Regions from separate parts of the Mus musculus genome. Here region 1 is linked to region 2. A link is a contact called in public HiChIP or PLAC-seq data. All regions are on one chromosome and are shown on one strand. Each heading gives the region's core, a stretch centred on a gene start, on an enhancer-like site or on the middle of the called end of the contact. The rest is flanking DNA. Distances are from core to core; before and after follow the strand shown.

Region 1 (2,700 bases), core at 69-2,568, 770 kb before region 2:
TCTCTAACTTAAGCATACTGTCATGTAAGTAAATTTACTTTAATAGTAAACCTTCATTCCAGAAAATTATCTAAAATGTATGTGTATCTCAAAAAAACCAATTACTTGAAATATTAAAACTACCAAAAAATTAAATTAATATCAAAAAGATTAGGTGAAAAGACAGGTCTAAAATTTGGTCACGATTTCCATGGACTAGTGTTTTTTAATATACACAATTTTAAGGCACTGTGATTCAATTTTTATGAAGTTGTTGAAAACCATTTCTGGGCATCTCACTGTGAAGACTGTACCAATGAGAAAGGAGTTTATATCTCTCCATAATAAAACTGTGCTCCTGGAGTTCTAAATTCCATGTTACATATGCCTCCACTTGCCTCGTTACCTCTGCAGACCTTGCTGCTCAAGGCACAGCCTCTCTCCCAGTCTTGAACACTTAAAAAGTCCACACGGTATCAAACCTGCCGGCGAGGTTCGGTGTTATCGGTACCATGTATGTAAACATGACGTCAGCCAAACCCTCAGTGAATGTCACACTGCAAGCTAATGATTATGGTTGAAATTCCTAGGCTTTCAGAAGTATTTCTTAATTCCAACTTGCAAGCTGAAGCCAGCGCTTCTCTAGTCCCAGCACAGCCACGGCCACTAGCCACCAGCCGGCCGGCCGTGAAGTTTCTTTCAACTTTGTCTCCACTCATCTATATCCCGAGAGTGAAGCCAAATTAAGCGCTTTTCCCACGGTAAGGCCGAGTCGGGATAAAGATCCAGACCGTGGCCATGATGTGGCTGTCTAGTCTGAGGATGGGTCACAAGTACAGAAGAATTCCCACTGCTTTAAAGCCAAAAAGTCACGGAAACAGCTGTGGCTCCCCACGCCGGGACTGACAGCGGCCCACGCGATGACCGCAAAGTTTCTCCCAGGCTGCTGGCCGGACGCGTCCACCCGCCCCGACGTGAAGGCGTCCCGCGCCCACAGCACGCGAGCCCCGGAGCCACCCGGAGGACCACGTCGAGACGCCGCGGAGGCTATCGGGCATGGCCGCGCTCAGGGACGCCGGCTCTGGCCTTCGGGCTCGCCGCAGGGTCCCCGCGCCCCCACACCGACCGCTCCGCCGCAGCTCCGCGCCGTCGCGGGTTCTGCCCTCCCTCCGACCGGGCCACGGCTACACGGGCTCACCTCGCACTCTTCCCCACAACGGCTGGTCGCCGTCAGCCAGGCCCCTGTGAGGCGACTCCCGGCGGCGACCGCACAGACGCTGACCGACGCTTCTTACAGTTGAGGTTTGAAAAGTGCAGCCGCGTCTGGGACACTGTACTTCGACACAGACTCCGCCCTCTGCTGCCCAAGAGCCAATCGGAGCGATTACGGAGGGTGGGGTTGTCACGTGGGGGCGGGGCGGGGCGGCGGCCGGCAGCGCGTGCTGTGAGGCCGGGCCTCAGGAGGGGGGCGGGGAGTGGGCGGAGCGCCGAGCGCCTGAAGACTTGGTTGCTGGATGTAGCCTAGAACTGGACAGTGTGCAGGCCGGGTTGGGGGGGGGGGGGGGTCCGCGCCTCTTTTCCCACTTTTTCCACCTTCAGAGTAGTTCCGGGATGTGTAAGTATCGGGACACAAGAGATGAAAGAAGCCGATGTCCGGGCTCTTTGACTTGTGATGATTAAAGTTCTGTGTTTCAAATCTTCCTTGTCCTCTTCCTTACCTCCTGAACCTACCCTACAAATAGAGATTCCAGCTTGCTATGGGTTCTTGAAGCCATAAATAGGACTCCAGGATCCTAGTCTCTACAGCTGGATGTCTTAAGACACTAACTAGCTCAAGACACTGTAGGAGAATCTGAAGATGAACTAATTGCTGGTTTACTGTGGTAGGGGAAATGAGGAAAACTTGTACCTGCTCAATGCCCATTGCTACTTTCTTTCTTTCTTTCTTTCTTTCTTTCTTTCTTTCTTTCTTTCTTTCTTTCTTTCTTTCTTTCTTTCTTTCTTTCTTTCTTTCTTCCTCCCTCCCTCCCTCCCTCCCTCCCTCCCTCCCTCTCTCTCTCTCTCTCTCTCTCTCTCTCTTTCTTTCTTAGCAGTGTTAGAACACAGGGCCTTTCACATGCTTAGCAAGGGTTCCACTTCTAAGTTCCACCCCCAGGCCCCCAGATCTGTTAACTATTGAAGACTGTTTAAAAACTGAAAGTTTCGTGCTAGATACAGTAGGTTTACATACATATAAGATCCTAGGTTACTTATACGTTTATATGTAGCATCTACACATAGAATCTAGAACTGCTGAAGGGTACTTTTTTAGTAGGTATAAAAAACTATTGGGAAAAATTCTGTGAGTGGAACTCTCTTGCTTTTAGAACATCTTAGCAACCATTTTATGTTCTTCCCCTGTCACATTTAACCAAGATTTCTTCAAGCCATCTGCTTGCCCTTCCAAGCAGTGTATGTCCCAGGACACATGCATTTAAAGTTATCAAAACCATTTCATGAGGTCTGTGTTGTTATTTAGACAGGCCTCAGTATAATGTATTGATTCTTTAAGTGTTGTCAAATGGATAATGTTGCATCTTTTTAGCCAGGGAAGCATAAATGTTAAGGTGTCCACAAACCAATGAGATTGTTCCCATACTTTCTTCCAGGAAACAGCAGCTGCATCCAAAAGTGTCAGTACCAAGGCTTAGCCAGTGCCCTCTTGGAGTTCCTTGTGATCGT
Region 2 (2,700 bases), core at 63-2,562:
ATCTACTAGAAAATATCCATGGGAAAGGATGCTTGCTCCTCAGCAACTTAAACTTCAGTTTTTAAATGTAAATAAGAGAGCATCAAACAGGCTCCCTCTATAAGGACCTGTACACAGACTCAATCCTGATTTTCATTCTTTATCGACAGAAAAAAAAATCTGCTATGATCCTAAAAGTATACTAAGAATGCACCTTATCAAAATGTATTATGCATATTTTATAGGAGTTATTATAATAGATATTCCAAAATTTAGATTCATTTAGAAATCTCAAGAAAAATATCACCAAAGGGAATTTCTCCTGACAGCTGTGTAATTTGTTATCATCTCTTTCTACTGCTGGTCATGAATGAAATTTTAGATTCTACTACGCGGAACAAATGAAGCAATTAATGAAAGCATTCAAATTAGAACAGAGGAGGTGGGGGGGGGCGATGAAAGAGGAGGCAGATCCTGTTAAACCCAGTGAGAAGACAAAATAACACCAGAATGTACATGCAACCGATTATAACAGATATCGTAATCGATTATGCAGGTCACTGACTGTTCAGAGGCATGCGAAAACACAGGTACGCACACTCACACACCCACGGACTCAAAACCTACAGAACAGGTGGATCGGCAAAATTCTCCACCGGAGGAAAACTAGATAGTTTTCAGTTTAATTATTAATCAGGCCAGTCTGTCACTTCACCCAGAGGTAAAACCTCAGAGCCTCTTTTTTAAATCAGCTTTGGCAACTCTGCAAGACGCTGCTTCTTTCCAGAAAAGCGAAATCTGACGCACGCCCATCACTGGGCGCGAAGAGAAATCATCTCCTTGCAAGCAAAGGAGGGTCCGGGAAGTATAAGGATTGGGGAGAGGGACCAGAGCTGGCTCTCTGGCGGTCAGAAGTCGGGGTCCGGAGTCTGGGTGGGGGACGAGGGGTCGCGGAGGCGAGGATGCCCTGCCCAGCACGAAGCAGGAGACTTCGAGTGCCAGGAGAGCTCCGAGTCGGAGCGTTCCATCTGAGCCCGAGAGAAGCCCGGGAGGTGTGGGCGCGCAGGTAAGGGAGGGCCGTACCTGGTACTCGGGGTACTCGAACATGTAGCTCATGCTGCACTTGTTTTCCTCGAAGCCGAAGAAGACATCCCACAGCCCCAGGGTCGCCAGAAACACCATGAAGACATAGAACGCCAGATTCCAGAGGTTGACTGAGTGGAGAAACATGGTGCAGACGAGCGCCTCTACACCAGGAGAAGCTCGGCAGCCTAGACAGAGCGAGGGAAAGACTCCGGTGCCAAGCCGTGCCCAGCTGAGCAGCGCGCGCCTGCGCGGAGCCCGCCAGCACCCCCTCCCCTTCGCCTGCCGCTCAGCGCGCCTGCGCAACTGCGAGCAGCCGGCCCGCGGTGCCGCCCACGGAGGAGGGGGCTGTGGGCGTTTGCAGCGTGAGCGAGATTGTGTGCCTAAAAAATGGAATGAGAAAGCGGAGTGGGCTGGGCTGGAGGGCATGGAGAGAAAAGGGAGGGGGCGAGAGGGGCGGGGGGACGGGGAGTGGAGGAAGAAAGGGAGAGGGGGATGGGAGCGCGGGATCCCAGAGGCAGGAGAGGGAATGGCCGGGTGGGTACCGCAGGAATTGGCCAGGGGCAAGGATAACGCCCTAGAGTCCAGAGACTGTTAGAGATTCAGAGCTAACTGGCCAAGAGAGGCGGCACATCAAAGGCGTGTCAGGTGGCTGTCACGCACACCTTCCCCTGCAACAGTTTCAAACCCCATCCTGTTCAATTTTGAACCATCTCGGGCCTCCGCAATTTCGCTTCAAGGACCAACTAGCTTGATTCCAGAAGAGACAAATGGCTTTCCCCCTTCCTCTTAGACCACCGACTTGGGCCCTGTAGGTAGTAACAACACCTGCTCATTGAAACAAAACACACGACAGTCAAAGGAAATCCTGTTCTTGGTGGAAGCCTTAATCAGACGAAGTCTAAAAAAAAAAAAAACAATATAAAAATACCTACCAACATGATGTTCCCAGTTGGTACCTGCAGGACCAGGTCGGCACTGACTTGAGGTGCTCTCCAAGTCCCCCATGTCTCTGGGGACTGGTTCCACAATGACGTTAGAAGAGAATTTTGCTCAAGCTTCCACTCTTTCTCATAACTTAGTTCATTTTGAAGAATTTCCATTTGTCTTTACACAAAGGAAGGGGTTTTAAAAAAGCAAATTAAACCCATTGATAATACTTGTAACAGCTTCGAAACGCTGAAATGTTATGAGGTGTCAGCCCTTAAAGCTAACCAGACAGCAGATGAGTTTTGTGTGTGTGTGTGTGTGTGTGTGTGTGTGTGCGTGTGTGTGTGCACGTGCGTGCGTGCTGCTAACTTCAGAATTTTACTTAGAATGATCTTTGGCACTGACTCAATTTTATTTTATTAGATTAATTTTCTAGCAAATATTTTGAGGAAAGCTGGATAGGATGCATGAAATCAAAGAATTTCAAGACCGAAAAGGAAGCTAATTGTTTATCTTATACAAAACCCTGCTATTCACATCAAGAAGCTACAATCCAAAGGTAAAAGGGTAACAATTTTTTTAACCCTAGACAGAAACACTTGGATATCTAAGCAAATACACCTAGCTACAAGATACGGACTATTTGTAAAGAGAGGACTGGGAAAATGGACTGGTGAGCTGCTTTGAGGTATGGAGGTAGATTTGGAA

The links. HiChIP or PLAC-seq counts read pairs in DNA pulled down with a chosen protein or histone mark.
Region 1: a contact with region 2 is called in an HNF4G HiChIP or PLAC-seq map of pancreatic cancer cells. The contact joins the promoter of Stk17b here to the promoter of Pgap1 in region 2. A contact is called at or near these places in 4 of 39 promoter capture datasets (cranial neural crest, maxillary cranial neural crest, pre-B cells and 1 more), 1 of 484 Hi-C or Micro-C datasets (uterus), 1 of 115 datasets of contacts at active chromatin or transcription factors (pancreatic cancer cells) and 1 of 9 other capture datasets (adipose tissue).

What each region holds. Positions count from the first base shown.
Region 1 is chr1:53,783,897-53,786,596 of GRCm38.p6, forward strand. Stk17b (serine/threonine kinase 17b (apoptosis-inducing)) reads right to left here and starts at 1,319. Exons shown (of 8, transcript NM_133810.3): 1 at 1,178-1,319.
Region 2 is chr1:54,556,372-54,559,071 of GRCm38.p6, forward strand. It overlaps Pgap1 (post-GPI attachment to proteins 1), which reads right to left and starts at 1,313. Exons shown (of 27, transcript NM_001163314.2): 1 at 1,063-1,313. The coding sequence starts at 1,209.